Linked DNA regions of Mus musculus: regions 2, 3, 4, 5 and 6 are each linked to region 1. The links are chromatin contacts, called in public Hi-C and promoter capture Hi-C maps. All regions are on one chromosome and are shown on one strand. The core of a region is the stretch at or near the end of the contact, and the rest is flanking DNA. Distances in the headings are between cores, read along the strand shown.

What was found. Promoter capture Hi-C pulls out the DNA fragments that hold promoters and counts their contacts. Hi-C and Micro-C count contacts between places; a contact is called where the count stands out from the background. Capture Hi-C pulls out chosen DNA fragments and counts their contacts.
Region 2: a promoter capture Hi-C map of liver shows a contact between it and region 1, with 2.4 times the contacts expected there. The contact joins the promoter of Lypla2 here to the promoter of Sh3bgrl3 in region 1. A contact is called at or near these places in 2 of 39 promoter capture datasets (hippocampal neurons and liver) and 1 of 484 Hi-C or Micro-C datasets (B cells).
Region 3: a promoter capture Hi-C map of liver shows a contact between it and region 1, with 2.2 times the contacts expected there. The contact joins the promoter of Snhg12 here to the promoter of Sh3bgrl3 in region 1. A contact is called at or near these places in 1 of 39 promoter capture datasets (cranial neural crest) and 1 of 9 other capture datasets (liver).
Region 4: a contact with region 1 is called in a promoter capture Hi-C map of pre-B cells. The contact joins the promoter of Fuca1 here to the promoter of Sh3bgrl3 in region 1. A contact is called at or near these places in 2 of 39 promoter capture datasets (liver and pre-B cells).
Region 5: a contact with region 1 is called in a promoter capture Hi-C map of pre-B cells, with 3 times the contacts expected there. The contact joins the promoter of Cnr2 here to the promoter of Sh3bgrl3 in region 1. A contact is called at or near these places in 1 of 39 promoter capture datasets (pre-B cells) and 1 of 9 other capture datasets (liver).
Region 6: a Hi-C map of B cells shows a contact between it and region 1, with 8 read pairs. The contact joins the promoter of Clic4 here to the promoter of Sh3bgrl3 in region 1. A contact is called at or near these places in 2 of 39 promoter capture datasets (liver and pre-B cells) and 1 of 484 Hi-C or Micro-C datasets (B cells).

The regions. Positions count from the first base shown.
Region 1 is chr4:134,125,927-134,130,958 of GRCm38.p6, forward strand. Sh3bgrl3 (SH3 domain binding glutamic acid-rich protein-like 3) reads right to left here and starts at 2,807. Exons shown (of 3, transcript NM_080559.2): 1 at 2,690-2,807; 2 at 1,992-2,159; 3 at 1,480-1,880. The coding sequence starts at 2,737. The coding sequence ends at 1,815. Cep85 (centrosomal protein 85) reads right to left here. Exons shown (of 14, transcript NM_144527.3): 14 at 3,932-5,032. Ubxn11 (UBX domain protein 11) reads left to right here. Exons shown (of 15, transcript NM_026257.3): 13 at 281-354; 14 at 440-580; 15 at 660-854. The coding sequence ends at 831.
Region 2 is chr4:135,970,199-135,975,230 of GRCm38.p6, forward strand. Lypla2 (lysophospholipase 2) reads right to left here and starts at 2,396. Exons shown (of 10, transcript NM_011942.1): 1 at 2,320-2,396; 2 at 662-767; 3 at 410-441; 4 at 256-321. The coding sequence starts at 739.
Region 3 is chr4:132,306,349-132,311,380 of GRCm38.p6, forward strand. Snhg12 (small nucleolar RNA host gene 12) reads left to right here and starts at 2,330. Exons shown (of 5, transcript NR_029468.1): 1 at 2,330-2,559; 2 at 3,490-3,555; 3 at 3,803-3,867; 4 at 4,103-4,156; 5 at 4,486-4,676. It overlaps Snora16a (small nucleolar RNA, H/ACA box 16A), which reads left to right and starts at 3,117; the gene lies at 3,117-3,252. Snora44 (small nucleolar RNA, H/ACA box 44) reads left to right here and starts at 3,605; the gene lies at 3,605-3,721. Snora61 (small nucleolar RNA, H/ACA box 61) reads left to right here and starts at 3,959; the gene lies at 3,959-4,020. It also overlaps Snord99.
Region 4 is chr4:135,917,818-135,922,849 of GRCm38.p6, forward strand. Fuca1 (fucosidase, alpha-L- 1, tissue) reads left to right here and starts at 2,909. Exons shown (of 8, transcript NM_024243.4): 1 at 2,909-3,333. The coding sequence starts at 2,987. It overlaps Cnr2 (cannabinoid receptor 2 (macrophage)), which reads left to right. Exons shown (of 2, transcript NM_009924.4): 2 at 1-2,402.
Region 5 is chr4:135,892,606-135,897,637 of GRCm38.p6, forward strand. It overlaps Cnr2 (cannabinoid receptor 2 (macrophage)), which reads left to right and starts at 2,584. Exons shown (of 2, transcript NM_009924.4): 1 at 2,584-3,014.
Region 6 is chr4:135,270,651-135,275,682 of GRCm38.p6, forward strand. Clic4 (chloride intracellular channel 4 (mitochondrial)) reads right to left here and starts at 2,110. Exons shown (of 6, transcript NM_013885.2): 1 at 1,868-2,110. The coding sequence starts at 1,939.

The sequences.
Region 1 (5,032 bases), core at 1,557-4,056:
TCCCTTTCAGATGACTGCAGGCTAGGTTAGGGCCCCAAGCCTGGCCACCATCTGGGCGGGCTTGTTTCCCACGCTGGACTTGGAGAATGACAATGTCACCGTCCAGAGCCTCCTTTCCTTTTCTTTTCTTCTTGGGCCTCAGCTGACACAGAACACCTCAGCTCTTTAGCTCACTGGTCCCATCTATCCCTGCTCAGAGATGAGCCAGTCCTCCCTGAGGGCGGAGGGAATGATTTAGGTGAGACCTAGGCTCCAGCCACTCTCCATGGCTGCCTTCCAGAACTGCTGCCCAATGCCTGCCCGGATCCAGGAGATCATAGTGGAGACACCTGCCTTGGCTTCTGAGCGGCAGAGGTGAGGGCGAGGCAGAGAGATGGGAGCAGGGCGGAGAGGAAAGGACCAGGGAGCTGGGGAGCGCTGAAGGCCTCTGGATCTGCAGGAGCCAGGAGTCACCTGACATGCCAATGCCTCTGCTCTCCATGCTTCGCATCAAGTCCGAGAACGGAGAGCAGGCCTTCCTGCTGATGATGTGGCCTGAGGATACCATTGGCGACGTGCGGAAACTCTTAGCACAGGCCAGGTGGGTATAGGGCAGGACTAGGGCTGCAGGGAGTTCCTGGCTCCACGGCCTGGCCTGATGTACTCTGCTGGCCATCCAGGGACATGGATTCAGCTGCCTTTGAGATCTTGAGCACCTTCCCGCCCACGGTCTACCAGGACGATACAGTGACTCTGCAGGCCGCAGGCCTGGTTCCCAATGCAACGCTGCTGTTGCGGACCCGCAGAGCCCTGCTGTCGAACCCCATCTCCCGCCCAGGCTCACTGCCCTGAATAAAGTGCCGCCCCTGACATAAGCTTCACAAGGCTCTCCAGAGAGGGGTTAGGCCTGTAACTGTAGGGAGGGGGTGGTAGAGATGCTCAGGCCTATAACTGGAGCCCCAGCCGGCATAGCCACTGACTCTTTGTCCCCTGGGTTCCTGTTCTCCAAGTTGTACTAAGTGAATCCAGTGGAGGGAGTGGCCAGCCCTAGCTGGGCTGACATTCTCTGTCTCAGCTGGGTCAGGGGAGCCTCAATGGGGGCGAGGCCTCTGAAGACAACCAGATGCATGTAGATCCACAAGCTCACATGGATACTTTCTCCAGAGTGTGCACAAAACCAGTGCCACAACTACCCCCATGGACCCAATCTAATACTGCTGCAGCTGTACACGCCCCCATCACCCCCCTACACTGAATCAGTCAGCTCCAACACGGGAGGCAGCCCGGGGGCAGCCACCCTCAGGCAGGCAGGCAGGCAGACAGCAGAACCTACATGGGAAACAGGGTGACTCAGCCATCATGGTCATGTGCTGCCAGCCAGCCATGTGTTCCACACACATACACACATGCACACGCACACGCAGCGGCAGCCCTGGGACAGTCCAAACACCACCAGAACTATCTGCCTCTGCCAGGCAGGGACCCGGACACCACAAGCAGTCAGCACCAGAGGAATGGACATTTAATTGTCTCTAGGGCACTCCTAGGATGGGGATGCGGGGCCTTTGGCAGAGCTCTGGCTGATGGAAGCAACAGAAATGCTCATCAGACAGGGCCAGGCAGAGAGGATGCCCCAAGGTGTGGCTGGGGACAGCCATCGTCAGGGCTTAAGACAATCTTTTGAGACTAGTTGGTGAATAAGGAATGTTGCCTCTGGAGGAAGAGGAGGCGGCTGCGGAAAGGGTCTGGGTCTGGGTTTGCAGATTAGGACGACAAGGAGTTGGTTACAAGGCCTGGTGAAGAGCTAGCTGGATAGGATCGGTGGCCATCCTGACTCAGGCCAGCTTCAGGAACTCCTGCAGTGTGTCCTGCTCCACGGCCTCCACGAAGAGTTCATAGTCCTGAGGAAGGGAGGCAGTCACCTGAGTCGAGGTGCAGGGCACCCCAGTTGTTTGCCCAGGTCTGACCCTGGCTGCAGTCCTCCAACACCTCCCAGAACCCAAACCCCATACCCCACAGTAGTGGTTCCCGTTGACAATCTGAGGTGGGGTAGCTTTGGGGTTGCCAGCCAAGGTTCGCATCTCATCTCGAAGGGCGTTGTCCTGGGAGATGTCCACTAGCTGGTATTGGATCCTCTTCCCATCTAGGATGCGGGTCACCTCACTCTGCTGGGACTTGATCTAGGGGCGGAGGATTGACAGGGTTGGCAGGCAAGCTGAAGGATTTGTGGGAGGAATTCCTTCGGGTGTGAGCAACAGCTTCTATCCTGCCCACTCTGAGGGGAGGTTCTGGCCACTAAGGGATGGGAAGGGTCCAAGGATAGACAGGTAAACTACTAGAGTTTCAGAAAGAAGACGGGCAAGTTCTGTGCATGACAGGGAAGCTAGACTCGGCGAGGGGCAGGCCCTCTCTACAAGACACATCTCCTCCTCCACAGCCGCACAGTGGAGAGGAAGCGGGATTAAAGCGGTCGGGGGTTGGTGCAAGAGAATGGATGGCCCTATACTGGGGGAATGAGCGTGGGCAGCTCACGCTGGGGATGCCGAGGGGCCCTTGGTGCGGGGGTTCAGGCTGGGCCCAGCCCTTGGACCAGACCTGGGAGGCCATACCCCGCACCTCACTGCTTCCATCGTGGGGGCGGCTCCCGGGCGCTGGTCGGAGCACAGAGACGGCCCACCCTCTCCGGGCGCCGGCCCAGGCACACACTTACTTCTCGGGAGCCGGTGACCGACGTGCTGTAGACGCGCAGGCCACTCATGCTGCAGGCGGGGGACACAGACCAACTGAGGGACGGTGGGAGCGGCAGCTGCACGGCTAGGAACTACGCTGCCGCCGCCGCGCTTGGGAGCGGTTTCCTTCCTGCTCCGCCCGCGAGTCACTGCTCTCGGGACCAATGAGCTGCGCAGGCGGGTAAGGCGGGGCCTGCATGACCCCGCCCTGCTCCGTGGCCTGGAGCCGGGAGGACCCCTGTCCTCTGCAGCTACTTGGCTCCCCCACTTCCCCCTCAGCCCCATGCTGGGGACCGGCTAAAAGGCAGAAAAAGCTGGGAAGGCAGGCGGACCGGTTCAGTTAAAAGCTTTCCCCAGTCTACCCGGGTTGTGTACATTCAGTGGCCAAAGCAGTGCCACCCAGGTCTCCCGGTCTCTTAATAGCACAGCTCAGTATGGAACTTTGGAAGGCGGGTCAGTTCGCAAGCTTAGACAGCAAGGGCCGGGGGGAAAGCTGTGGTGGGGCGCTGGAGGGCGGGGAGGGCCAGTGCAGCCAGGACATTTTCTCTAAAGCACCTCTCCACTCAAACAGGCTCAGACAAGAAAGGGGTGGTGGCTGTAAGCGAGGGGGTGGGGGAGCGGCTCACACCCTTCAGGAGCCAGGGGGAGGAAGTAGGCTGCGGGACAGCGAGCGTGCTAGTGTGCGGAGTCAAAGGCTGGTGCCCCGACTTAACCTGGCTTGCACTGGCCCTTGGCACAGCTATTTTTGGGGTGATCCCAACTTAACTCTACCTTTACATTGCAAATGACACCCCACATCTTTGAACTTTAAGAATTCAGCTAATGAGATGGAAGAGAGTCCAGCACCCATTCCAACTGTGGATCAAGCTCTGTCAGGTTCACTATAGGCCCCAAGAGTAGACCTGGGGCTACATAAATAATGGCGCAGGAACAACACAATTCTGCTGCCTGCTGAGGCAAACTGCCTGTCTGCTTCTGGGGAAGTCATTTCCTCAAAGCCACAGAAACCCAGAAGCTGCTGACCTCTGAGAGGTGTGCAACTTTGTAGTGACAACTGGCGGCGGTTGCTCTCTGCAACACAGGAGTGTGGGCAGAGACTAATCTGTCGCCACCCAGAGCAGAAGTGGGAAGACTGAGCCTCCACACTGGATCTGCCTAAACTCACTTCAAAAGAGTCACAGGCAGGCTGGCAGGGGACGCTGGGAGGCACTAGGAAACCGGAGTGTTTGTTAAATGTTTTATTCTGTAATCAAAATAGGCAATACAAACCAGTCGACTTAACAAAGAGTCATATAAATAACTTTATAAACTTTACGAAGAAAAATACCCGTGAGCATGGAGGCTGGGCTCCCGATAACAGGGTGGAAACCAACCAGGAAGCTCTGTTTTAAGGAGGCAGCAGCCCGGAGGCTGAGGGGATGGTCAGCTGGGTGTGATTACTCTGAAAGGTAAGCCACTCCATAAGAAAACATAAACTTGTTAAAACACTGGCAAAGCGGCCCCTCAGGCCCTGGAGGTCCATGGTGCTGTTAACAGCCCCAAGGCTTAGCAGAAGTCCTGTCTGCACCCCCACAACTACTTTACTCCTCATACATACAGGGCCCTTGGATCCAAACTAGAGGAGGTTGAGGGCTGGCCAAATAACCAGATACAACTGAGACGATCCCTAAATTGGGAGGCAAGAAAAACCAGAAAGCTAAGGCTCAAAGGCCTTAGAGAAACACAAAACACCAGAAAACACTCAACACTTTTTTTTTATCTTAGGTGCTCCGAACTGTCAAGGTTAGAGCAGGAAAAGGGAACCCTCCTAACCCCAAATGAGAGGCACAGTTCAGAGGACAGCGACAGCGCCCAGCCTTAGGAAGGACTGAGCAGCCACAGCCACCCTGTGCTCTTACGGGGGAAACTCATGTCCAACCCGGGAACCACGAGGCAACCACAGAGGAGTCTGTACTCCTAGACGACATAGCGGACCCAAGCACATGCCCACATGCCCAAGGTTCTAGGGACAGACAATGGGTAGCTAGGAAGAGTTTCCTGTAAAAGATGGCCCAGCAGGCAGGCCGAGGAGCCCTGCCATGGTCCCCAAGTCAGTGATCATAGTAGGGGCTCTGCTGAGAGGTGGATAACCCTGAGGCCTCTGTGGGAACAACAGCCCTGAGGAAACAGGTACCTGAGAAAACCCAGAAAGCCAGCTGAGTTCTCAGAAGACTGATACAAGGGGCCTGAGAATTCTTAAAAGGTTGCTACTCCTACTTTACCCTTTAGGCCTCTCTTAAAAGAGCATCAGTAGGACCAAGGTATGGATAGGAATGAACATGGAT
Region 2 (5,032 bases), core at 1,146-3,645, 1.8 Mb after region 1:
ACCAAGGCTCAGTGACGGGGGTCCAGCTCAGGGTGAGTACTTGGGGAAAGGCTCCTTTTAGGAGGTCTTGGGTCGAGGGAGCTTCTCGGGGAGAAGCAGAACTAGAGCCCATTCCTAGGGCTTCTAGAGCCAGGACTGATATGGCCAGACTGCTCCGAGCCCAAGCCCCAGGAGGCAGCTGATGAAGACAACAGGTCTAGGACCAGAGGACAACCCCCGCCCCTGACACTCCTCTCTAGCTGGGGTGACACTCACGCATGGGGACAGATGTACTTGACATGAGGAAGCCGGATGGTGGAGAGGGCGTCAGCCCAGCTGTGCCTGTGGGAAGGAAGAAGAGACGATGGTGTAGGACAAAGGCCCTCCAGCTCTACCCAATGAAGGAACGGCCGCCCCTCAGCTCACTCACCCTGTGTCTCCAAGTCCATGTAAAAAAATAACCTGGGAAAAAAACAGTCAGAAATGAGACAGGCAGGTCCCCCTTAGACCTCCCACTCCAGCTTACCACTCCCCCAGCCCCTCAGACCCAGAGGATCCGGGGTGGGAGCCAACAGATGATTAACCCTTCTAGCTTCAGGCTAAACCCTTCTCATATAGCCTCCTCCATGTTTCCCACATTGCCCAAAGCCAGCCGTCACCCACCACCTGGCTGGCCCCTTACCGCGGCCGTTTCCCGCTCAGCTCCAGACACGGTGGCTGCGTCGGTGAGCAGGGGCACAGACATGGTGTTACCACACATACACTGCAGGGCTTCCTGCAGGCTGGGCCTACACAAGAGAAGGTAGTCGTAGATTAGAAGCAAAGCCAGGGGAGAGAAGCCTTCCTGGTTTAAGAAGCCCGCCCGGAGGCCTTCAGCCTTGGGCAGTAACAGGGGTTTGATTCTGAGCAGAGAGAAAGTAAAGGCAGAAAGAAATCTCAGGCAGAGGGGTAGAAAGTTGGCCCCAGGGAACCGGAGAGAGATGGTTCAGCGGTTAAGAGCCTTGGCTGCTCTTCCAGAGAACCAGGGTTCAATTCCCAGCACCCACATGGCAGCTCGCAACTGTCTGTAACTCCAGTTCCAGGGGATCTGACATCCTCATACAGCCATACATGCAGACACAACACCAAAGTGCATAAAACCAAATAATTAAAAAAAGAAAGAAAGAAAGGAAGGAAGGAAGAAAGGAAAGAAAGAAGTCTCCATCCCAAGGCTGAGAAGGAGAACTTGGTCTAGAACTGGCACGCCTGGTTTCTGACCCAATCCCAAAGCCTAAGCATGGTACAGGTGGGCTGGCACTGGGTTTAGGGGTTGGAAGTGTAGGGGCAAGGGAAGGCAGGGTGGTCCCTGTAGCCTTCCCCCTATGTCTCCGAAGGCTAACTGCATCTTTCCAAGGTCTCAGGTGTCCCTTTCCTGGAATTCCCCTTCCCTGAGTCCTGCCCCTAGAGAGAGCTGGAGGAAAACCGCTGGAAACAGGCTTTCAGTCCCACCCACATCCCATCTTATCCATCTTCCCTCTCCTCCCCTCCTATCCAGCCCCTATCCAGTCTTCTCAGCTGTCTGGCTCAGTAAGAAATTCCCGAGGCCTCTGGAAGCCACCCATGTCCCATGAGAGCCAAACTCCTTTCTGCCATCTTCTACCAAAAACTGGTGCTCTAAGCTTTCCCAGTTCCACAAGGCTACCTGCTGTTGCTGCTGTCACTGACTCCAAACGGGTCCCCAAATGAACAGGTGTTGGGACTCCCAACACAAAAGAATATCAGGCTGCCTGGCCCCTCCCCATCCTTAGCATCCTCCAAACTCCGGAAGCTTGTGCTACCTGCCTCTGAAGTGTCTTAAGGGCGCCCCGCCCTCCCGCTGGCTCCCACCTTCCAGCTCTGACCCTGACTGCCCCTCCTCACGGTAGGATGATCACATAGCATCTTTCCACACCTCTGACTCTGGGGTTCCTCTTTCCACAGGGAATGCACCTGACACCCTAAGCTAGGATCCCCTTCCTTCTAAGCTCTGGGGACTCCCACTCCACCCGGCTCCCACTCTCCAAAGGATGACCGTCGTCTCCCATTCTCCACAGTGGGAACTTGGGTTCTGAGCCAGGGTCATCACATCCCTACGGTGGCATTTGCTGCCTTGCCCCACGGCTCGCACCTGCCCACAAAGGGGCATTGACCCTGGAAAGCCTCCGCCCCACAATGGGGTCTCCCACTGCCCAGCGCGCAGCCGCTCTCCCGCCACGCGCGCAGCCCCTGGCCCGGCCGTCCCGGGACTGGACAGCGCCCTCCGGCCACTCCCCACCGCCACCCCGGGACCCTCGCAGCCTCGCTGAGCGAACGCCTGGATACCTCACTCCCAGTGGCTTCCGAGACCGTTCGGGCGATTCTCCCCTTTCTCCCGCACAGGCACACACTCTTCCCCCTCGGCCGCCCCCGCCGGAACTTCCGTTCCAGTCCCGGGAACCCAGCCATCCTGCTGCCGGAAGTAGCCCGGCCAGCAGTACGGAACCCGGAAGCGAGTCCGGCTTTCCAGGTAGAAGCTGCCATGTTGCCCACAGTGGGACCACTCCCTGTGATGCGACGCTGCCACCTACAGCGTCTGGACATGGCACTGGATTCCCAGATGTCCTACCAGCTAAGCCCTCCTGGTGGACCTGCGTCCTGGAGGAGAGGCATTCCTCAGTATTGTTTAGCATAAAGTTAGCCGTCTTCCCATCCCCGTGGAGCAGGGTGCACTTCCAGGTGTGGTCTTGGATGTTCCCCACTGTCTTGTTTCATTAAGATACAGTTCACTGCTTAGGTCTCCAGTGCGCAGTATCGTATGCTTAGGTAGTGAAATGGTTACTTTAGTGGAACTCTGTGAAGTCTCAGAGATTGGCTTCCCTCTCAAAACTGGTGAATGCTTTTAGCCACACGTCTCCTGTCGTACTTTAGATTTGTCTCTTTATTCGTCTTGCTTCTTGTTTACCCTCCATACTGTTTCTCAAGCTGTAGCATTATACACCCTGACCTGAAAAGACCTGAGTTCACCCCGTCCTCCACTCTTATCTTTAAAGATGAGGAAGCTAAGGCTTGGGGAAGGAAGTAAATATATATCGACCTCAAGATTACACTGTGATCTCTCTTTCCTGACCGGCTTCCTCAGCTATAAAATGATAATAACCACCTGCTATTTCATCACTTTGCTGTTAAGCTTCAAGGAGGCCACGTAAACTTGCTTTGAACACTAAAATCACAGTGTGAGAGGCCTTACCCACTTGAAGAAGGACCCTGGGAAAGTCCGTAGGCCGTATCAGGATACTGACACACTGGCAGGGTTGGCTCGGCACTGTCCTTGACAAGTGATGCCTTGCAGGCTGCACAAAATGCCACCAGCTGTGAGCTAAGAACAAAAGGGCTTCATTTGGTCACCACTGAGTCACACTGGTAAAGTGAAAATTGGACTTGGAGTCCAGGCTGAGAGACAAGCTGAATTGAAGGACTGAATTGTAGAGAACCTTTAGGGACCAGAAAACAGGAAATGAGTCACAGGGGTCCCCTCAGCTGCAGAGGACTTCCAGATTAACCTACACTAGTTTTTTTGTTTGGTTTTGTTTTTTTCCCACCCTGCGAACCCAAAGCAATACAAGCTTGGGCAATCAACAAAAACACCTCCCTCCTGACAGAGAAGCAGCTTGTTCTTGTATTCAGGTCATGGGATGGTGCTTAGAATATGGAGATCAAGGGACCACAGCAAGCCAAAGACCTAGAAACGGATATCACAAAAGAAAGAGGAATAAAAACCGAGAAGAAAGCAACACAGCTAACCAGCCCCAGTGCCTGCAGAACCCTGCTGGGTTGGTCCGTGGATGAATACAGCCCCTGTACTTTCTTCACATGAGCCACAGTGGCAAGTGACGCTTCCAATCTTCAGGCTCAGTTCCAGGAGCTACCTGTGAGCTACAAATGAGCTAGTGGAACAAATGAGCTAGTATTGTAATGTGTTGGGTGTTGCGTGTGAATGACATGCATCCATGTTTTGAGCACACGTCAGAGTACGAACTCAAGACATCAGTCCTCAGAGCTGGCTACATAGACCAGACTGGCCTTCAGCATACAGAGATGTACCAACTCTGCCACTCAAGGACTAGGAATAAAGGTGTGGACCACCACGCCCAGCACTCGGTTATTGAGGCAGTCTCTGGTTTGCTGTTGTATTGTGTACTCCAGCCAAGCTGGCCCGAGGGCTTGAGGGCAATGTCCTGTCTGCCTAGCTCACTGCGATCACAGACATGTGCAGTGTCCTGTGGCTTCTCAGCCTGATTCTGGGAATTCTTGTCAGGCTTGAGCAGCAAACACTTTACCCACAGGGCCTTAGATTTATTTATATTTAAGTACACTGTTGCTGTCTGCAGACACACCAGAAGAGGGCATCAGATCTCATTACAGATGGCTGTGAGCCACCATGTGGTTGCTGGGATTTGAACTCAGGACCTCTGGAAGAGCAACCGGTGCTCTTTACCACTGCGCCATCTCTCCAGCCCCTTCTCTGGATGCTAGAAACCCATTCCAGGGCCACACACATTCTAGGCAAGCACTGTCCCAGAGCTACACCCTCACCAGCAGCCCTTCTAGTCTGGAGGATTTTCTGAAAAGCAGGTTGGAGCGAGTCTGAGGGCACAGAGCACTGTTCACATTCTAGTGTACCTCAGAACCTCGATTCCTAACAACCAAAGCCCGTTTCTCCAGATTGAGAGAAAGCGGCAGGATCCTCCGGACAAGGATGGGTGTTCTTCAGAGTTCTCCAGGGCCAGACGCAGCACTTGCTCCCTCACCAGCTCTTCCTGCTTTCAGAAACAGTGGGGTCTTGGATGCTTTCAGCTGCTGGGGCTCTTGCCAAGCGTACTGTGTTCACTGAGAAGTAACTGCTCTCAGGATCCACACCCTTACTTCTTGTGGTGCCTCCAGCATCTCTCCTGGGTTTAAGATTGTTGTGTGTGTATGGCTGTTTCATCTGCATGTTACATCTGTGTACCACGTGAATGAAATGTCAACAGCAGCCAAGAGAGAGCATCTGATCCCC
Region 3 (5,032 bases), core at 1,080-3,579, 1.8 Mb before region 1:
GAGAAACCAAGTCTTTTTTTTTTTTTTTTTTTTTTTTTTAAGATTTATTTATTTATTATTTGTAAGTACACTGTAGCTGTCTTCAGACACTCCAGAAGAGGGCATCAGATCTCGTTACGGATGGTTGTGAGCCACCATGTGGTTGCTGGGATTTGAACTCCTGACCTTCGGAAGAGCAGTCGGGTGCTCTTACCCGCTGAGCCATCTCACCAGCCCGAGAAACCAAGTCTTAAACAAAAGCAAGGAAAGGGCTGGAGAGATGGCTCAGCGGTTAAGAGTAATGACTGCTCTTCCAAAGGTCCTGAGTTCAAGTCTCAGCAACCACATGGCGACTCACAACCATCCGTAATGAGATCTGACGCCCCCGTTTGGTGTGTCTGAAGACAGCTACAGTGTACTTACATGTAATAATTAAATCTTTGGGCCAGAGCCAGCAGGGCTGGAGGGAGTGGACCGGAGTGAGCAGAAGTCCTGAGTTCAATTCCCAGCAACCACATGAAGGCTCACAACCATCTGTACAGCTACAGTGTACTCATATATATATAATAAATAAATAAAATCCTTTTTAAAAAAGGCAAGGCAAGGCAGTATGGTGCATGTCTTTAATCCAAGCACTCAGGAGGAAGAGGCAGTTCAAGGCCAGCGTGGTCTGTATAGTGAAACCCTGTCTCAAAAAAACAAGCTCCCTAAACTACCACTCCCAGCTTGCTGGGGGAGGGGAGAAGGGGTGGTAGGATCCAAATTGTGGTCTTCATGTTTGCACAGCAAATGCTTTTAACCTCTGAGGCACCTCTCCAGCCTGAAACCTATTTTTTCTTAAATTAAAAAAAAAAAAAAAGATTTATTTATTTATTTATTTATTTATTTATTTATTTTATGAGTACATTGTAGTTGTCTTTAGACACATTGCAGATGGTTGTGAGGCACCATGTGGTTGCTGGGAACTGAACTCAGGACCTTTGTAAGAGCAGTCAGTGCTCTTAACTGCTGAGCCATCTCTCCTGCCTGGAAACCTATTTTTTCAGGTGTATGTAGGAGCTAAGGGGAATAGCTTGGGAGCAGCATGTGGTAAGTCCAGTGACACCCTTCCTAACATTGGGGAAGGAAAGAAATTGGACCTGGAAGGATGCTTGTAATTCCAGCTACTTGAGAGGCTGAGGTCTGCCTGGACAAACTAGTGAGATGCTGTGTAAAATAAAAACAAAAAATAAAAAAAAAAAGAAAATGTTACCGGGTGTGGTGGTGCATGGCTTTAATCCCAGCACCCGGGAGGCAGAGGCAGGAGGATTTCTGAGTTTGAGGCCAGCCTGGCCTACAAAGTGAGTTCCAGGACAGCTAGAGCTCTACAGAGAAACCCTGTGTTGTAAAACCAAAACCAAACCAAAACAAAACAAAAAAAGAAAAGAAAATGTCACCTCTCTACTTTAAACTGTAGACGTGATACAACCTGCTAGCCATCCCCCCGGACCCCCGACCGTGACTTTCCTGTCATGAAGGACTGCAATCTGGAATTATAAGCCAAATAAACTATATTCCCCTATCAAAGAAAATAAAATAGAAAAAAAAAAAAAAAAGGTGGGCTGGAGAGATGGCTCAGCAGTTAAGAGCACTGGCTGCTTTTCCAAAGGTCCTGAGTTCAAATCCCAGCAACCACATGGTGGCTCATAACCACCTGTAATTGGATCTAATGCCCTCTTCTGGTGTGTCTGAAGACAGTGACAGTGTACTCATATATACATCAAATAAATAAATAAATCTTTGAAAAGAAAAGAAAAAAAGAAGAACAAAATTTTGGTTTTTTGAGACAGGGTTTCTCTGGGTAGCCCTGGCTGTCCTGGACCTCACTTTGTAGAACAGGCTGGCCTCGAACTCAGAAATCTGCCTGCCTCTGCCTCCCGAGTGTTGGGATTAAATGCGTGCGCCCCCACGCCTGGCTTCTGAGGGTCATTCTTTAAGAAGATCTGCCAGCATGCTGTTACCCTCTAGGCCATCCCGGGATGCTCCGGGGGAAAACTCCATTTTTTTTTTTCTTCTCTTTTTTTAATTTGCAAAATCTCTTTATTAAGCACATCCAAATGTGGAAAACCCTTTCTAAGATCGGTGTAATTCAAAGTCGCCCGGGAACTTAATCCATAGTGATGGCAGTTGGTCAGAGATTTGAGTTGAGCGCTCTGGCCTGGGTCGAAACCACTATCAGGGCCAGACAAGGAGCAGGAACCCGGCTTTGCTAAGAACTACATTTCCCAGAGGCGCCGTGCGTCAGGTGGATGACGCAGACTCAGTAGAGGGCGCGAGAGTATATAATCCTGGTGCAGGCCGTTCTCAGTCCTTTCTCGCTTCATCCGCGGTCCCTGTCTGTTTTCGTTATGGCGCCTTGTACTTCTACCCAACGTTGCCCGCCCCCCATCTTCCCAGCCCACCAGCTCCGTCCGCCTCTCCGGATGATTCGTGAGATACCGAGCCTGCCGGGAAGGGACCGGATTTTTCCGTCTGGTCCAAGGAAGCACGGGTTATGGCCACATGCGCAGTGATAACTCAGGGCCCCACGCCTTTTGACCCGTGAGTGTTGTAGGCTTGGGGGTGACGGGATCTGGTAAGAGCATTTGTGCCTTTACTGGATTACGTGCTTGGGTGCAGTAACCTTATTAGGATGACGCCAATGGAAGGGCCTGTGACCATTACCTCCGAGCGACCTTTTTGTGATTAACCTCGCTCCTATGTTGGGTGGAATTTGGGTCCTACCACGTGCTAGGCGATCGCTATGTCAACCATAGTATTAAAGCCTTAAAAAAAAAAAAGTCAGGATAATGGGCCCTACAGAGTTGGGCAAGGATTATACAACCTCGGCTTTCTCGCTTTCTGATTGCAAAAAGCCGCCATTTTATTCAGCTAAACCTGATGTCCACAGCGCGTTAAAAAGCGTTTGTAGGCGGTAGGGTCATTAATTTGAGACTGCTTTGGGTTATAGTCAGGAACCTATCCCAATGTCTAAAGCTTCACGTATTGAACTAGGAGCCATCGGAGCCCACAGGATTGCCTTTTCAGGCGTCTCTCTAGTAGGCAGTGGTGAGGCATGTGGCTTGTGGGTTTGAGGTCTAGCAATTGCTATCGCTGTCTGTGGCCCTTATCGAAGCTGCAGCAGCTTCTACATAGCTGCTGTGGTCAAAAAGGTGGCCCAGAGAAAGAATTTTCCTTGACGGTCGCAGTTCTGTTTCCTGTAACTGATCTGCAACATTGTGGAAAATGACAGCTTCACCTTACTATTTCTCTGGAGTATGTAGCAATCTTTAGGCTTTTATTCCTGGGGGGGGTGGGAGGGGATAGGAGGTAGACCGGTGAGTGAGCTCAATCTGATTTACAATTCAGGCCTGTATTGATCATCTATTGGTAAATAAACAATGCCTTGGTCACTGTCACAGTCCCTATAAGGTAATGACTGGGAATATGGAACAAGATTATTGTGGCTAATTCTGTTGCCATTCATCTTAGCTGTTGATGAAGATTGTGAGGAGGGAGACCAGAAGATAATGGACAACGATACAGCAGAAGGGTCTGGTAAGCTCCGTTTAGTTGCACTACCCGGGGAGACCTGAGGCATGTTTCCAAGGGCTGTGGCTGCCTGTAGCCATGGGATCTCCAACTGCATGCCAGAGTAATGGAGAGACTTTGACAGCTCAGGTCAGCACAGTGCCTGCAGCTGCCACTCATCTTTCCTATATATGTATATCAGGCCTCAAGTTGAGCGCCCTCTACCTGTGAGGCTATTGTTCTGTGGTATTTACAACAAATGTTTCTTCTGCAGGTTACACTTGAGCTTATTTCTTGGAAGAGTCTGAGAAGACGGCCTGTCAGGCTCCTAACACTAAGGTAATTGCTGGCTAAGACAGCCTGACCCTCCGGTTTCCCTTTCCCATCGGATCTTGACGCTGGTCTTGGTGGTCGTTAAGGAGGAAGAGCACCCTGAAGCTGGCCTCACAGCGATGCAGTCTGCTGTAGAGCAGCAGGCCAGACTCAGACATGCCTGGGCTTTGAAGTGGGAAAACTTGAGAACTGATCAGTATTGCTGAGTAATGGCTTACTTTCATGGTTTTTTTTTTTTAAGGGCCATGTAACCAGTGAAGCAGCCATTATATATGATTTGGTCTACACTTGTTGGGTAAGCTTAAGGATTGTTAACCCTTTTCCTAAGTAGTATAGCAGAAATTCAGGTTTGCATAGTGGCTAGCCATCTATAAGCCACCTCCATAATTTATGTCTGAACTAGTTAGCTGTTCACATCTGGGGCAAAGATGTGTGCCATGTTGGCTGGTATTTGTCAATTGAACATTGCATGAGTACAGACACTGGTCCATGATGAAACCCATTATCAGTGGACATCTATGGATGAGAAATGCGGATATGGGACTGAGACCAGTTCTTAGGAAAGCCTGAGTTGGGGAATGAGCCTGAAGGTGGAACTAACATAGACTTGCACTTCCTTTTCAGAAAAATTCCACAAGAGGATCTCCTGGAAGCTAGCAGAAGTTTTTGGCTTGTACATTGCCAGGCAGCCATTGGAATCGGAGCTGCAGTCAGATTAAGGCCAGCCTGGCCTACATTGAGAAACCTCATTTTGGGAAAGTGAAATACTTTGTCAATTAACATGCAGTTGGTTCAATAAAGACTTTTGGAAAGTGTCCTCTTTTTTATTTATTTATTTATTTATTATATGTAAGTACACTATAGCTGTCTTCAGACACTCCAGAAGAGGGAGTCAGATCTTGTTACAGATGGTTGTGAGCCACCATGTGGTTGCTGGGATTTGACTCAGGATCTCTAGAGCAGTCGGGTGCTCTTACCCACTGAGCCATCTCACCAGCCCTCTGTAACTGAATTTTAAGTGGCAGCTTGGTCTGCTGCATTGTGAGTTCTAGGGCTGCCATGTCCTACCATTGGCCAACCATTAGGTATTCTGGGGTTGGAGTTTTTTTTTTTTGATGAGCACACCAGGATCAGGCAGGCACGGGAAGCTGTTAAGGCCTGTTAACCTATG
Region 4 (5,032 bases), core at 1,659-4,158, 1.8 Mb after region 1:
ATCCCCCTTTTTGCTAAGGAATGCTGGTTGGCTGGAAGGTGGCCTGGTCATGCCTACCTTTTCCAGTCTGTGGAGAGGGGCCTGTAAGAATGGCAGGCTCTGTTCATATCAAATCAGGAAAGCCTTCTGACTCCAAAGACCTAGAGGCCAGAGGGGCCTCCAGAGATGATACTAAAGGATTCAGGAGATCTGTGAAGACAAGGGACCTGTTCTCCTGGAATCTAGAGTACCCCAGCCGTGGGGCCACTGCCCTCAACTTCATAGATGTCCATGTCTTCCATAGTGTGGATTCTAGACTGTCCTGCTGAAGATAGAGAGACCAGCTGCTTCTGGTTCCTGCTTCATCCTCTGTGGCTGTAGAGCTATGTGAGGCTCTACCTTCAGGTCACCCTTGCCTCTTGGGGGTCAAGAATTATGATGCCCTAAGGACCAAGGATGTTCGCTTACATCCTTCAGACAGCGTCAGGAGCTGTCAGCTCAGGGTATCCTGTTGTTGGGAAAGGGCCCTCCCGACATCCTGATAAGCCTTGAAAGCCATTATGACCTTAGGTCCTTAGGGGCGCAGAGGAAGCTGGGTTCACTGGAGGTACAAAGTCTTCAGAGAACTCTATTCCTTGTGACATTTTGCTGTGTCTCACACAGCACTATCCCAGTCTTGCCTAGCTTCAGTACAAAGCAAGATATTCACACAGATTCTTTGGGTCCTAGGCTGTTCCCAGTGATGCTTGACTCAGCCCCACTGGCCTCTTCCACACTCTGGTCCTGAAGGATAAGCAGAAGGAGTTGGGAGGGAAGACTTCCTGCTGCAAACCAGGCATCCTAGGTCCACAGCCCCACGCTGTGTCTCTGGGTGCCTGCCTTTGCCCTTCAGTAAAGGTTGCAGTCCCAACAGATGGAGGTTCAAGGCGCTGCTGGTGGTAGGAGGGGTAGGTGGCACTGGGGACCACAGACACAGTGAAAGGAAAACTCTTAAACATTTAATACTTTTGCTTTTAGAAGATCCGGCCCGCAGACAGGACTTCCCCATTGCCCAAAGGAACTAACAGGGTGGTGTCCAGTGCAAAGAAAAATCAGCCTCCCTAATAAAGCAAGGAGGTCCACTCGGCTCTACAGCCTCTCCTAAGCTTCTGCAAGGTGACAGTTTGTTTTCTCTGTGAAGGTCAACGGCGTCTCATTTTATTCTTCCCAAGACAAGTTCTGTGCATCAAAAGCTGCTGCAAATTCTAATCGCTGTTTGGGAGGATCAGGGGAAGAAGTCGATTCGCCCACGCTTAGTGATTTAGACTGTATTTCAACATCAACTTGGGGGAGGAAGAGACAGAAAAGACACGGTGTTTCCTTATTACTCCTCAAAGGAGGAAGTGCTTGGTTCTGTCAACATAAGCCGATCTCTCCAAGGTGCCTGACAGAGGAGGAGGGAATACAGTTTCCACAGCTGTGAATTCCTGCACCAGCTTTGGTCCACACTTATGTGGTCTTGATCAACCCCCGCCCTTTACCTTGCTTTGGTTTCCTTCTCGGTAAATTGGGAATGGTGGGGAAAACAATGCTCTCCAGGGCCATTAAAACCTCTCATTGCTCTAACATGCTGTGGTTATCTCTGCAACCATGGAGACCTTTGTGCCATATGGACCATGTGACTTCTGGCTCCCATACTTCCTGAAGTTATGGGCACACACCATATACCATTGGGCGTGTGCTGACTGTAGAGGAATTGGGTGACTGGCCATATGAGTTTTAGAGATTTTCCCAGGGCAAGAGGGTTCTCTTGGCTCTCAATTTTTCTGGTCCCTCATGCCTCAGTGGTCCCCTGTGTGTGGGTCAGGCATGCTTGTTTAGCGGTGCCAGACTGAAGCTCCGGCCTTCCGGTGTACCAAGCAAGTGTTGTACTCCTGAGTCAGGTTTTCTTCAGTTAGATGCTAACTAAGCTCTCTGAGAGACCCTCAAAGTTTTTGAGGTGTAGCTCAGTCAGTAGAGTGCTGCATCTGCAAGAGCAAATCTCTGGGTTCAAAGGTCAGTACTACCTAAAACCAGGAATGGCAGTGCCATCCCCTACCTGTAATCCCAGCACTCCTGAGGTACAAGCAGGAAGATCAGGAATGCAAAGTTACTGTAGCTGTAAGTTCGAAGCCAGCCTGAGCTAGTTGAGACCCCCTTACCTCAAAATAAATTTAAGTTACAATTCTAAATTAAATTAAAATGTCTAGGGCTGGAGAGATGGCTTAGTGGTTAAGAGCACAGACTGCTTTTCCAGAGGTCCTGAGTTCAATTCCCAGCAACCACATGGTGGCTCACAACCATCTGTAATGGAATCTGATGCCCTCTTCTGGTATGTTTGAAGAGAGCGATGGTGTACTCATATACATAAAATAAGTAAATAAATCTTTTTTTAAAAAAATGTTTAAGTTCCTCGGAGTTCTTGTTAAGTTCAACGGACAAAAGATAGACTAAAATAACCACGTCTGCCCTTAATCTTTCAGCAGCCATTTCTCTCCCTCCGCATAAAGCTCCTTCTAACCTTGTTATTTCTCAATCTCTTCGGCAACTCTCCAATCTGCTAAACTCCACCTGCTGGCTGGAGGTATAGCACAGAGAACCCGCGGCTCCTAAATAGTCACTAAATAAAACGACCTGGCTTCAGCCTTCCCCTGAAGATTGGTGCAACAACGTGGACTTCTCCCAGTTTTCCCCACACCTTGGGTCTTTCTCACTTGCGGGGAATCCGGCAATTAAATCCTTAGGCGAGTCTACGGAATTTAAATTCAATAGAGCAGAACCAGCAACGCCGCCTTAAGTCTTTCTCCCTTCCAATGCCAGAGGGCGCTCCAGAGCCGCAAGCCTGACCCCACCCCCTCTCCTTCCAAGCCAATCGTTACTCTGAGAGGCGGGGCTACTCGCCGGCGCTTGCGTGTTAAGAGGGGGGCGGTGCGGGCCCGGAAGCAAGGATGTAGGAGCTGAACTTGAGTGGTGGGCTGTGGACTCTGGGATGCTGCTGCTGCTGCTGCTGCTGCTAGTGGCTGCGGCCCAGGCAGTGGCCCTGGCTCCGCGCCGCTTCACTCCGGACTGGCAGAGCTTGGACTCGCGGCCACTGCCGAGCTGGTTCGATGAGGCCAAGTTCGGGGTGTTCGTGCACTGGGGGGTGTTCTCGGTGCCCGCCTGGGGCAGTGAATGGTTCTGGTGGCACTGGCAGGGCGATCGGATGCCGGCCTACCAGCGCTTCATGACAGAAAACTACCCGCCCGGCTTCAGCTACGCCGACTTCGCACCGCAGTTCACAGCGCGCTTCTTCCACCCGGATCAGTGGGCCGAACTCTTTCAGGCTGCCGGGGCCAAGTGAGTGCGGGACGGGCGCGAGGCGGGAGCAGGCAGGCCATAGCCGGCGCTGCCTGACCTCGGAAGGTCCAGGACCCTACGTTCTGCATCTCGGAGGAAGGACGCTAAAGACGAGAATCCAGCTGAGGATCAGTTAAAAAAATAAATAAATAAAATAAAATAAAATAAAATTAAGGCGGGAAAGCACTGGGTGGTACACCTGTGCGGAGAGAGACTAGAATCAGGCTACATCGGTGTCTCGTTTGAAAGGTCCAGAACACAGCCCAGATTCCCGTCGGTGGCCCTGAGTTGTAGATCTGACCAGTCCCCTTAGGCTACGGGTAGCGTCCGTCCGTGGAAGCTTATAAAAAAGCGCCGCCTGACTTCCTTGTAGCCCTGTGCCTCTAAAGGAAGAAGGAAGGATGGAAGTTTGGGGTTGCTCTTTGTTGGGGTCTCCCTCACTTCTCACTTGCTTATAGTAGAACTCAGAGGAGGAAGGGGGTTGTTTGGGCAAAGCCCTGCAGAGGAAGTGCGTTTTGAGAGCCCTCTAAGCCAGAGAAAATATTGGCTGACTTTGGACGCGGGATTTGGCCACTGTGAGGGCAGCCTCCCGCTCCTGGCTTAGTGTAGTCCTCCGCTCTCTTCATTGATTTTCTGCCAAACTCCGACTTTTTATTCCCTCGGGACGTTAGGTTTTCTCCCCCGAAGGGAAAGGCTGTGTATAGCTGGCACTTAGTATTTTCGCCAAGTAAAAGGCCTGAGGGAACAGAAATCTGTCATCTTGCCATCTTGAGAGCCGTAATTTACAAAGTTGAACTCCAGCCTTTTTCCAGACTTCCTGTTTAATGGACGAGGTAACTAGCCCAGAGAGAGGAAGGAGAGGAAGGAGCCTGGTGTCCTAGACTGCAGGTCTATGATCTGGAAGTGAAAGCTCCAGAAAGCTCATGGGACAGGTGTGCCCAGGCTCTGCAAGCCATACCCAGAGGGCGTGGTTATTTGCTTGTTGAGTGGGAAGGGATTTTATATTTCAGAAGGACTTTTTGAAAGGGGAAAGAGATGTATTGCAGGAAGGACTGATGAAGTTCAGGGGCCCCTACACCAGCTAGTGGTAAAATCTCATGTAACATGCTATCTTTTCCTATAAAAGTAAGTGATATATTGAATGGACTGATTATCTCAACACATTTTTTTTTTCAGTCCTAGATATTTGAGCCTTTGTCACCTTAAATGACAGGCAGTTTCACAATCTTGGTTAAGAAAACAAGCAGATGGGGGCTGGAGAAATGGCTCAGCGGTTAAGAGCACTGACTGTTCTTCCAAAGGTCCTGAGTTCAATTCCCAGCAACCACATGGTGGCTCACAACAACCATCTGTAATGGGATTTGATGCCCTCTTTCTGGTGTGTCTGAAGACAGCTATGATGTACTCATACATATAAGTAATATAAATAAACAAATATTAAAAAAAAAAGAAAACGAGCAGGTGCTTGTGTCTGCTTTTTGCTCTTGCCAATAGATTGGGGCACAGGGTTGACACAGGTTCATCACTTATTTCCAGAAGGGTTGAACCTGAGAGCTAAGTAGCACAGCATTTCTTCTGCCAGCCTCCCCTCTGCCTCTGAACCTCCAGTGCCTCCATCCATTCTTGAGTCATACCTGCACAGGGATAATTATCACTATAGAAACATCATCACGGTTGTCATGGTGACTCATCCCAAGGG
Region 5 (5,032 bases), core at 1,334-3,833, 1.8 Mb after region 1:
TTCCCTGGTTCTTGTAATGTTTCCTTCCCTCCCTCCCTCATGTGTGCATGCCTCTAGCCACCATCACACACCCTGAGCCGCAGACAGAGCCAGGTGTTGGGGGACATGCCATTTCTCTTTCCCATGGCGGCTTCCTCAGAGCCAGATGTCTGGGAGTGAGAATTCTGAGCATTAGCTCCATCTTTCCCAGGTCACCCCTGCCACCTCCAGTTGCTTCTATGACTCTACACAGGTCAAGCACAGGCTGCAAGAGGGCCTCGCCTTGCCTTTCTGGCCTTTACTCTCATTTTGGAGGACCTGAACTCTCTCCCTGTTTCTTGATGGCAATTACTCTTTCTTGGGAGAGAAGCAAGAGCTGCCCTCCCCCAAAGGCTCTCCTTATCACAGCAGCCCCTCCCTGCAGCAGTAGGTCTGCTCCGAACACGTCAGATCCGGGACAAGAGCAGGGTCCTCAGCCTCCACAGTTGTGTAATGCTTAGCCGCATTAGCTGCATTCTTGGAGGCTACCCACTAGATGTCAGGAGAATACCTCCTGCTGGTGTGAAAACCAAAACCACACACACACACACACACACACACCCTGCATAGGGCTGTCTCACAAATCACCTAATTAACACCCTAACACCCTGTTAACTGTTCACTGTAACAAAAAAGGAAAAAGTTTGTTCCAGGCCTAGAGATGGAAGCTAAGGGCTGCTCACCTGCTGGGCAAGTACTCTACCACAGAGCTACATCCCTAGCCCTGAATAACTCTTAGTACATACATATCTCAAACATTTCTCTTTTTTTGTTTAAAGACTTAATTATTATATCTAAGTATATTGTAGCTGTCTTCAGACACACCAGAAGAGGGCATCAGATTTCATTACAGATGGTTGTGAGCCACCATGTAGTTGCTGGGATTTGAACTCAGGACCTTCAGAAGAGCAGTCAGTGCTCTTAACCACTGAGCCATCTCTCTAGCCCTCAAACATTTCTGCTGTATTCTCACATGCTGAATCTAGCAACATTACCCACAGCATAAAAATCTCCCTCCTGAAGAAGCCCTGATCATCCCTCCTATAGAGAAGACTTCATGTGATGGTCATAAGATTCCACTTAAACATTTTACCTAATGATAGCTGTAAAAATGTATGAGGAAGATACAATACCAGAGTATGTTCTAGAACTGGACATTAGAAACATACTTCCTAAGCCAGGTAGTGGTGGCACACACCTTTAATCCCAGCACTTGGGAGGCAGAGGCAGGCAGATTTCTCAGTTTGAGGCCAGCCTGGTCTACAGAGTGAGTTCCAGGACAGCCAGGGCTACAGAGAAACCTTGTCTTGAAATACCAAAAAGAAAAAAGAAAAAGAGAGAGAGAGAAGGAGAGAAAGAAAGAAAGAAAGAAAGAAAGAAAGAAAGAAAGAAAGAAAGAAAGAAAGACGGAAGGAAGGAAGGAAGGAAGGAAGGAAGGAAGGAAGGAAGGAAGGAAGGAAGGAAAAGGAGAAAACACACTTCCTGGGATGGGATGAGACCAATCTGCAGAGTTCTTACTCTGCAAGCATGGGGCCCTGAGGTCAATCCCCTGGAACCCAGCTTTAAAAGGGAAAGGTGATTCAGTGGTTAAGAGCACTGGCTGCTCTTCCACAGGACCCAGGTTCAATTCCCAGCACCCACATAGCTGCTTGCAATTGCCTGAAACCCCAGACCCAGGAGATCCGAAGCCTCTTCTGATCATTGAGGGCACCAGGCACACATGTGGTGTGCATACACACATGCAGGCAAAACACTCACTCACATGCCTATATGTACATGCATGCACACACATGCACACTCACATGCACACGTGCACACACGAGCATCCACAGGCACATGCACACATGCTTGTGTGCACATACCAGGCATGGTGAAGAATACTATAATCCCAACACTGGGTAGATGGAGACAGCCAGCCTAGCCTTGCGGGTGAATCCTGGGTTCCAGTGAGAGACCTTGCAGCAAAACTCAAGGTAGATCTAGGAGGATACAAGCTGGCATTCAACTGAGCCAGCAACTGGCCCCCTCCACAGTTCTTGCTATGTCTTCATAGCAAATTCCTCTGTTAGAGGTAATGCTGTGTGGAATGGTGTCTTAGCTAGGGTTTCGTTGCTATGAAGAGACACCATGACCAAGGCAACTCTTACAGCCAAGCATATTCAAACCACCACAAATAGCAAACAAGCCTAGCTTCAGGTACCTGCTTGGGTTCCTGCCTTGATGTCTCTCTCAATAAGAAACTGTCACCTGCAAGCTGAAATAAACACACACACACACACACTTTTGATTTTCTGCTTTGTGATTTTTGAGGCAGGGTCTCTATTTGTAGCCCTGAATGTCCTAGAATTTGCTATGTAGACCAAGCTGGCCTTGAACTGCCTCTGCCTCCCGAGTGCTGGAACTAAAGGTGTGTGTCATCATGCCCAGCTTCTGAACTTGCTTTTGTCACAGTCACAGAATGGAGCAGAACCAGGAGCCAGCAGCGTTCATTCATGTCATCTGCCAACACCTGCAGGCATTTGCATCTCAAAGCTCTGGGCGAGAGGGAGGAGGCATGAGGCACACACATAGCCTGGCACATGTCACAGACAAAAGGATGTAAACTTTACAGAGGTCAAGTGAGTTGCAGGACAGCATACACCCGGGGCCAGATTAGAACCCAAGTTTCTGGAGTCTAAGGTCTATGCCTATGCCCTCCCCTGGCCAGAGTTCCTAGGAAGAGAGAATTCAACCGCAGGGCAAGAACACTGTGGCACTGAGGACCCAGAGGGGAAGTGGTAACCGGTACGGAAGGCCAGATCTCCTCTCACTCACTTATCTGCACCAGACCTCCTCTCATTCACTCATCTGCGAAAGTGTGAGAGCAAGAAACCCCAGGCTGGAGCTGCAGCTCTTGGGACCTACGTGGGGGTCCCTGCTGGGTCTCCAGATCTGGATACAGAATAGCCAGGACAAGGCTCCACAAGACCCTGGGGCCCAGCGGCTGACAAATGACAGTGAGTGTAACTTCCTTTGTTGTTTTACTTCAGACTCCTCGCTCCAGAAAGCCTATGTTCTAACCTCAACTCTTCCCTAACTCTTCGCTAAGTAAAAGGGAACTGTCTGAGGCAGGGGGATGGATGTCGGACTGGGAACATGGGTCATAGCTCAAGACTGGTTCTCCTGAGATAGAATTTTCCTTGCCTTTCTTCACAGTAATAAACCCCCAAAACTTAGGTGGCCTTTTTGGGGGAGTCTATTTCTATTTACCCCTGAAACAGATAGCCACTCTAGGCCAAAGAAAATTTGCTTCCAGTCCAGCTTAGTGAATGGGACAAACTTATTGGTGTTGTCTGTAGGGACATGGGTGGCTTGGGCAATTGTATCATCAAAAAGCCTACCCCAGCATGGTGACAAGTGCTCAAAGCTAGTGACATCGCTGGTGTCCCCATTAGTTGACAGTCCACCTCCAAGCAGCAGACAGGACGGTTTGCAGGGGTGAAGCAGGAGGGAGGGATGGAGTGTTGGAACGTCAGGGGAGGGTCTAATGACCCCACACACAGGGACTGGTACAGGCACGATTTTTTGAAGGCCTCCTGTAGATAATCGAAGCTGTTGGAAAGAAAGGGCCACACAAGCCCAGGGAACAGAATTCCACGCCACACAGATCTTCTCTGTGGGTTGGGCTCTGCTCCAAGGCCCTTTCAAGGTTTCCTTTATTGGCTGCTCACAAGTCAACCTCTGTGGTTAAATGCTACCCTACCCCACACTCGGCAGAGGGAGGCTGCGTGCTACTCCCCTGAAGTCCCAGGGGCATCTCTTGAGAATATTGGCTTGAATATGAGTATTTTGGCGTCCTGGTCTACTCTACTGGGCCATCCATAGCAGGTGGGGGTTTGAAAAGGACTCCAGAAGACTAAAGCCTTGGGACTCACCTGGGCAATCTGAAGCCTGTGGGGTTTTGTTTGTTTGTTTGTTGTTTGGTTTTGGTTTTTCAAGACAGGGTCTCTCTGTGTAGTCCTAGCTGTCCTGGCACTCACTTTGTAGACCAGGCTGGCCTCGAACTCAGAAATCCGCCTGCTTCTGCCTCCCGAGTGCTGGGATTAAAGGCGTGTGCCTCCACGCTCGGCTTGAAGCCTGTGTTTTATAGAAGGAAAAAAAATTGAGGTGCAGTGAAATGATTGGCTGTCAGATACGACGACAGGTACTAGACTGTGAGACCCGGGCTCTGCTTCCTTGGAAGTCACTCTTATTGAGGGAAGACAGATGTCAAGGTGGGAGTCCTGGGGCGGAGGCTCCTGTTTAATCCTAACTCTTAACATTCTATGGCTTGGCACAAATAACTCCACTTCTCTGGCCCTCAGCTTTTCCTTCTGGGGCAGCGCAGGTCTGAGAACGCCACCCTCAGGCTTGTGGTCAGGGCTCAGCCAGGTGACACTGGTTAGGGAGAGACAACGGCACTGGGGCTCCGTGAATAGCTTTGGTGGAGAGTTTGGCCTTGTCCCCTCTGCCCATGCTGTGGACTAGAAATATGAAAAGGAGGTACCACTTCCTTCCCTAGGATAGAAATCGGTCTCAAGAGAGATGTGCCATGGTCATGAAAGCCAGGACTGGGCAGAAGAAGGGCTCATGACAGACTCAGGAAGTCTGGGGGCGGGGGGAGGGGGGAGGGGGACATGGCCTCAGTTCTGCAGTTGCTTGTGGCTCAAGGGAGCTTGCTCCCTAATCTGTGTGGTCCCATGCGTGTGACTCCCCACCTGTGAAGCAACCCTTCCTCTCTCCTCAGTTAAACTGCCAAAATGGCTGCCTCCCCATCTCACTGTTCCCTGTTTTATTTATTTGTGTGTGTGAGAGAGGGTGCATGCCCCTGTGTGGGTAAGCTTGTGGAAGTGAGACAGGTTGACATTGATGTCTTCTTCAGTTGCTCTCCATGTTGTTTCTTGAGACAATTTCTCTCTGAACCTGAAGCTCACTCAGTCAGCAGGTCTGGCTGGCCAGAGAGTCATGTCTCCCCTTGGCTGTGCTGGGATTACAG
Region 6 (5,032 bases), core at 860-3,359, 1.1 Mb after region 1:
TTGTTTAGTTTATCAAAGCTCCTTCCTGCCGGACGTGATGTTTCACACCTATAATCCCAGCCTGAGGCCGCCTGGACTGCATTATGAGTTCCAAGACAGCACAGGATACAGAGTAAGACCCTGTTCTCACAAGAAGAGGGAAACCATTATGTCCCGTCGCTATCTCTAGCCTAGCGTCTTCCCTTCTTTGTGCTGTTTTCCACGACCCTCTCCCCATTTCTTCAGGTTCCTCAAAAGTATTGTCTGCCACCTCCAGTCGCAGACATTGTGATATTTTGAGAGCCCTAAGCCTTTTCTTTCCTAATGCTGCGACAGTTTAATGCAGTTCTTCATGTTGTGCTGACCCCCAACAGTAAAATTATTTTTGGTGCTACTTCATAACTGTAACTTTGCTACTGCTATGAATTGTAATGAAATTGTCTGCATTTTCCAATAGTCTTAGGTGACCCCTGTAAAAAGGCCGTTTGATCTTTCAAAGGGGTCTTGACCCCCAGTTGAGAGCCGATGCTCTAGACCAAAAAAAAAAAAAAGTTCTAAAACCAGCAACTAACAGAAAACACTAAGGCAAACATTGTTACCACCCTGCAGATTTCTGCCTTCCATCTCTGGAACACATCCTTCGATAATTTCCGCTCTTTCAAATTAAAACTAAGAAAGGGCAGACTTTAGTACTGGATGCCTGTTGGACTTCTAGTGTTGCCAGTTTCGACCTAAGCCTGGATATTTAGTGGCTAACAGAACGAACGTCAGGGTTTCCAAGGAGGCTCAGTAAAGCAGGGGACCCAGATGTTTGTTGCGTTAACTTTTCCCTCCTTCGCTACGCCCCAAAAGGGAGAGGCGCGGAGAGCAGTCAGAGAAGCGTTTCTAGGCGAAGAAGGCAGCTCCAGGGTTTACAAACTGAGGAGGGCGAGAGGAATGAACCTTTTTAAGCCCGAGAGAGCGGAGAATTCAGGTTTTCTTTCAAACCAAACGGGCTTGCCTGCCGAGGTGGCAACAGCAAACGAAAGCGGCCAAAAGGTTGCATCATGTGAAAACAGGCGCGCTAGAGAAACAAGAAAACCAGATGGTGGTAAAACACCGGACAGGAAAACCCAAGTCGGGAATCTCTGTATTTTCCGGAAGCCTTGGGGCATCCACCCTTCTTTTCGCTTTTTCTTTTCTTTTCCTTTTTTTTTTTTTTTCTTCTTCTTTGCAGTTAGTTGCCTGGGTTTTGGGTGTGTGTCCGGAGGCTCACATTTGTAACCCAGGCTGGCCTCGAACTCGAGGGACTCCTCAAGCCTCTACTGCTGGGTCATAGCCGAGTCACCACGCCCGCATTAAAAAAATTCTCCCCTCCCCCATGCGGGAGGAGGGCTGGGATGAGGGTCCCTCCTATCCCAGGCTTGCCCTGGGTTTACTAAGCAGCCAAGGCTGGCTCTGAACTCGGGATCTTCCCTAGACCACTTTTCCCAACTGCTGGGTTTACGGCTCCCGGGTCCCTCCTCCCCTTTACTTTATTTAACATTGTATCAAAGTTAAAGTTTCAGTTTCACCCGGGCCAGGCGCTAGCGTTCCAGTAAGTTGGGTGAGCTATCAGCCCCGCGGCCCGAGGCTGGGGCTCGCGGCGGGGTGGGGTCGGACACGGCGAGGAGGGTGACAGTACCCACGCGGCGCAGCTGAGGCGCGTCCCGCCCTGCGGAGTCGCCTCCCTGTCGCCGCGCCCGCAGGGTCCGCCAAGGTCCCGCTGCGAGGCGGGAAGGCGCGGAGCCCAGACAATGGGAATGAGCGCGGGAGGTACGGCGCCGCCTCGGGCTGCGGGGATGCCGCGTGGGGGCGCTTCGGGGTGCGGGGACGTCAGCCCGCGTCGCTCGGGACGGTGAGCGCTCACCTTGACGAAGAGCTCGATGAGGGGCTCTTTGTCCTCCTCCTTCAGCCCGTTCAGGGGCATCGACAGCGCCATGGCCGGTTGGGCTGGGCTCCGCGGACGGCGGCTGCGGCTGTGGCTCCGGGGCTGCTGTGGCTGCGGGTTCCCGCCGCTCGCTCACTCGCTGGCTTGCTCGTTCGCTGGACAGTCCCGGCGTCTGGCTGCCCGTGGCCTCAGATCCTCAGCACCGCCTCACGCCTCGCGCGCGACTCTGAGGGGGTTGCGGTCCCGGCCGCTTCAAACCGCTGGGCGGAGCCCTATGGGCGGGGCGTGGGCGGAGCAGTGGCCAGGATCCTGCAGGGGTGGGGGGGAAATGGGCGGGCCACAGCTGGGGGCGTGGCCTCAGGCGAGGAAGACAGCGGAGCGCTCTAGCTTCCACGGACCGACCACTAGGGAGCCTGGAGGGCGCTGGGGGCGCGGCCTAGGCTGGGCAGCGCGGATTGGCCGGGAGGTCCCCCCGAAGCCACGCCCCTCAGGGGGTGGGCGGGGAAGGTCCCTGGAGCCGGAGCCTGACACCGCCTCTCTCCGCGGCGCAGCTGCTGCTGGTTGGGTGCCAAGTGACCTCATGCGGCGGCCCGCCTCGCGCCCTCTCCCCCGCTGCAGCCGCAGGGACTCATCGTCCCCTCCGGTTCCCGGGGCGGCGGCCTCCTCGGCTACTTCTGTTAGGCGCGGCCGCCTTTTCCTGGAAAACTTTTGCGAAAGTTTTCATGTCCTTAAGAACTTTTTAATCCTTCTGACCGCGGATCTCCTTTCGTGATCCTTCTCTATTTGAAATCAAGATACTCAAAAGTTCTTGTAAAGTCGTCCTGTGTCCCGGGCTCTGAATTAGGCCAAAACGGTGGGACAGCGTCCCGCTCCAGCACAACCCCAGTGCTTGAGGCAGCGCCTGACTCTGAAAACGTTATCCGTGCTGTTTTGCCCCACCTGGACCGATTCCTGTCTTCCGTTCACCTGGAGAAGTTTAATGAGTCACCTGAGTGCCACTCAGCGCGCAGGGGCGAGTACTTTACACCCTGAGGACAGGGGCCTGAGACACGCGGTCTACTGCGGAATTGCCGTCAGTGAATGTCACCTTTGGGAAATTTGCCTTCTGGTTTTCCTTAATCTGCTCATTCTGTGGTACCTCCCAGGCTAGGGTGATGAGTGAGTTGATTAGAAAGGCTAAATTGGGGGATGGAAGCGGGGTGTCATGGTTATCTCACATCCTCTGTGCCTAGTGTGGATCAGAGTGCTTCAACAAATTGGAATGATGTGTAAAAATGCAGTGCAACCTGCAACTACTTTATCCTCACTCAACCCCATCTCCAAGTTGCTAGATTCTGTGAGAAGGATGCTGTGCCCCAGCAATTAGATCCATCAATGCTCCGGAGTAAGGCTGTTTTAAGTTCACAGTTTGGCAGTGGCCTTAAACACCCTAAACCTCGGCCTGATTTGGTGACATATACGTGGCTCTCAGGTGATGGCTCAGGCAGGAGGGCTGAGAGTTTGAGGACAGTCTGGGTATATTGCAAGACTACCTCAAAATAATAATAATAATAATAATAATAATAATAATAATAATGGCAGTCAAGATGATTCAGCAGGTAAAAGCGTTTGCCTTGCAAGACTTCCAACCTGGATGTGATGTTGGGGCCATCTAAAGGTAGAAGGAGAAAACCAACTCCAGAAAGCTTACCTCTGACTTCTACAGAATGCCATCACACACACACACACACACACACACACACACACCAGGGTTTGGGTTTTGGTCTGCCTGTTTTTTTTCTCCACCTCCCAAGTACTAGGGTCAAAGGTGTCCACCACTGCAACCAACAATCACCGTATTTTTTTTTTTTTTTTTTTTTTGAGCCAGGGTTTCTCTATATACCCCTGGCTATCCTGGAACTCAATCGGTAGACCAGGCTGGACTGGAACTCAGAAATCCACCTGCCTCTGCCTCACAAATGCTGGGATTTAAAAGCATTGTGCTACAACTGCCCAGCACAGTAAAGTTTTAGTAGGTCAGCTGGAAGACTGTATGCCTAGCAGGCTCAAAGCCCTGGACTCAGTTCTCAGCACTGCCTAACTGAGTGTGGTGCCCCATGCCTGTCATCCCTGCACTCCAAAAGGGCAGGCAGGAAGATTAGGAGTTTAGGGTCATCCTTGGCTATAAAATGAGTTTGAAGCTAGCCTGGGCTACATTAAACCCTGCCTCAAAGTAACCAGAAACCTAAGACTTCCGTTCCGTATCTAGACTAGAGAGGGTGGTGTTGGTTACCGCCTTGTGTAATTAGGGAGGGCTGGGACCTCGTGGAGCCTCTGGCGTCCTGTCCACCCCTACAGGCAAAGCCAGCGCCATGTTCCACTCAGTGGCTAGCTAGTTTGTGGTAAAGTAAGAAAAGCCAGCAGGCTGTCCTGTGGAGCAAAGCTTAAACCAGAAACAAATAGAAGGGACAGCTGGACTCTGAACTGGGTCCCCTGTTAATTTTTCACAGAACTGTGAACAGATTAAAGTCCCCTCACAGTATAGCCTTTCCACCGTGATCCCAAATGGTAAATTCAAACAGACACACACTTAAAATGGCCCAGCAGAGCCTCAAAAGACTCCACATTGGCCCCAAGACTACTGGGTCCCAGTTAGGATTTATCCAAGTCATTTTGGGTCCCCAAATTACTCCCTCACATGTATCTGTGCTGGGCCCATGCTGGCTCCCAGCCACCAGCACAGAGATGGCCCACACAGGGAAACAATAGCAATGAAAGGGTCTTTCTGTCTCTTTGCTTAAATGGGAGGAAGCCTGTGACATTTTCCAAGTCCTGAGGTGGTCCAAGTCCTGCCCTTGCTCATCCGGACACCCTCAGGCACTGGCTCAGACCTGGAACCTGTGCTCAGGAACCTGGTCACAGTCATGCCTAGGGGTCTCAGTTTCTACTCTGATGCTCATGAGCATGGGAGCACAGACAGATCTGGGAGGAGGAGGAAGAGGAAGACGAAGAGGAGAGAAAGTGTTTATTCCGGGAGGTCCTACAGCACCTTGCTTCCAACTTTGAAAGGCAAGACGTTCCTGCCCTGTGCTCCTGGTTGTTTTTGTAACACAGAGAAAGCTTGAAGATGGGTGGAGGTGTGTTCTCCTTACACACCCCTCTGAC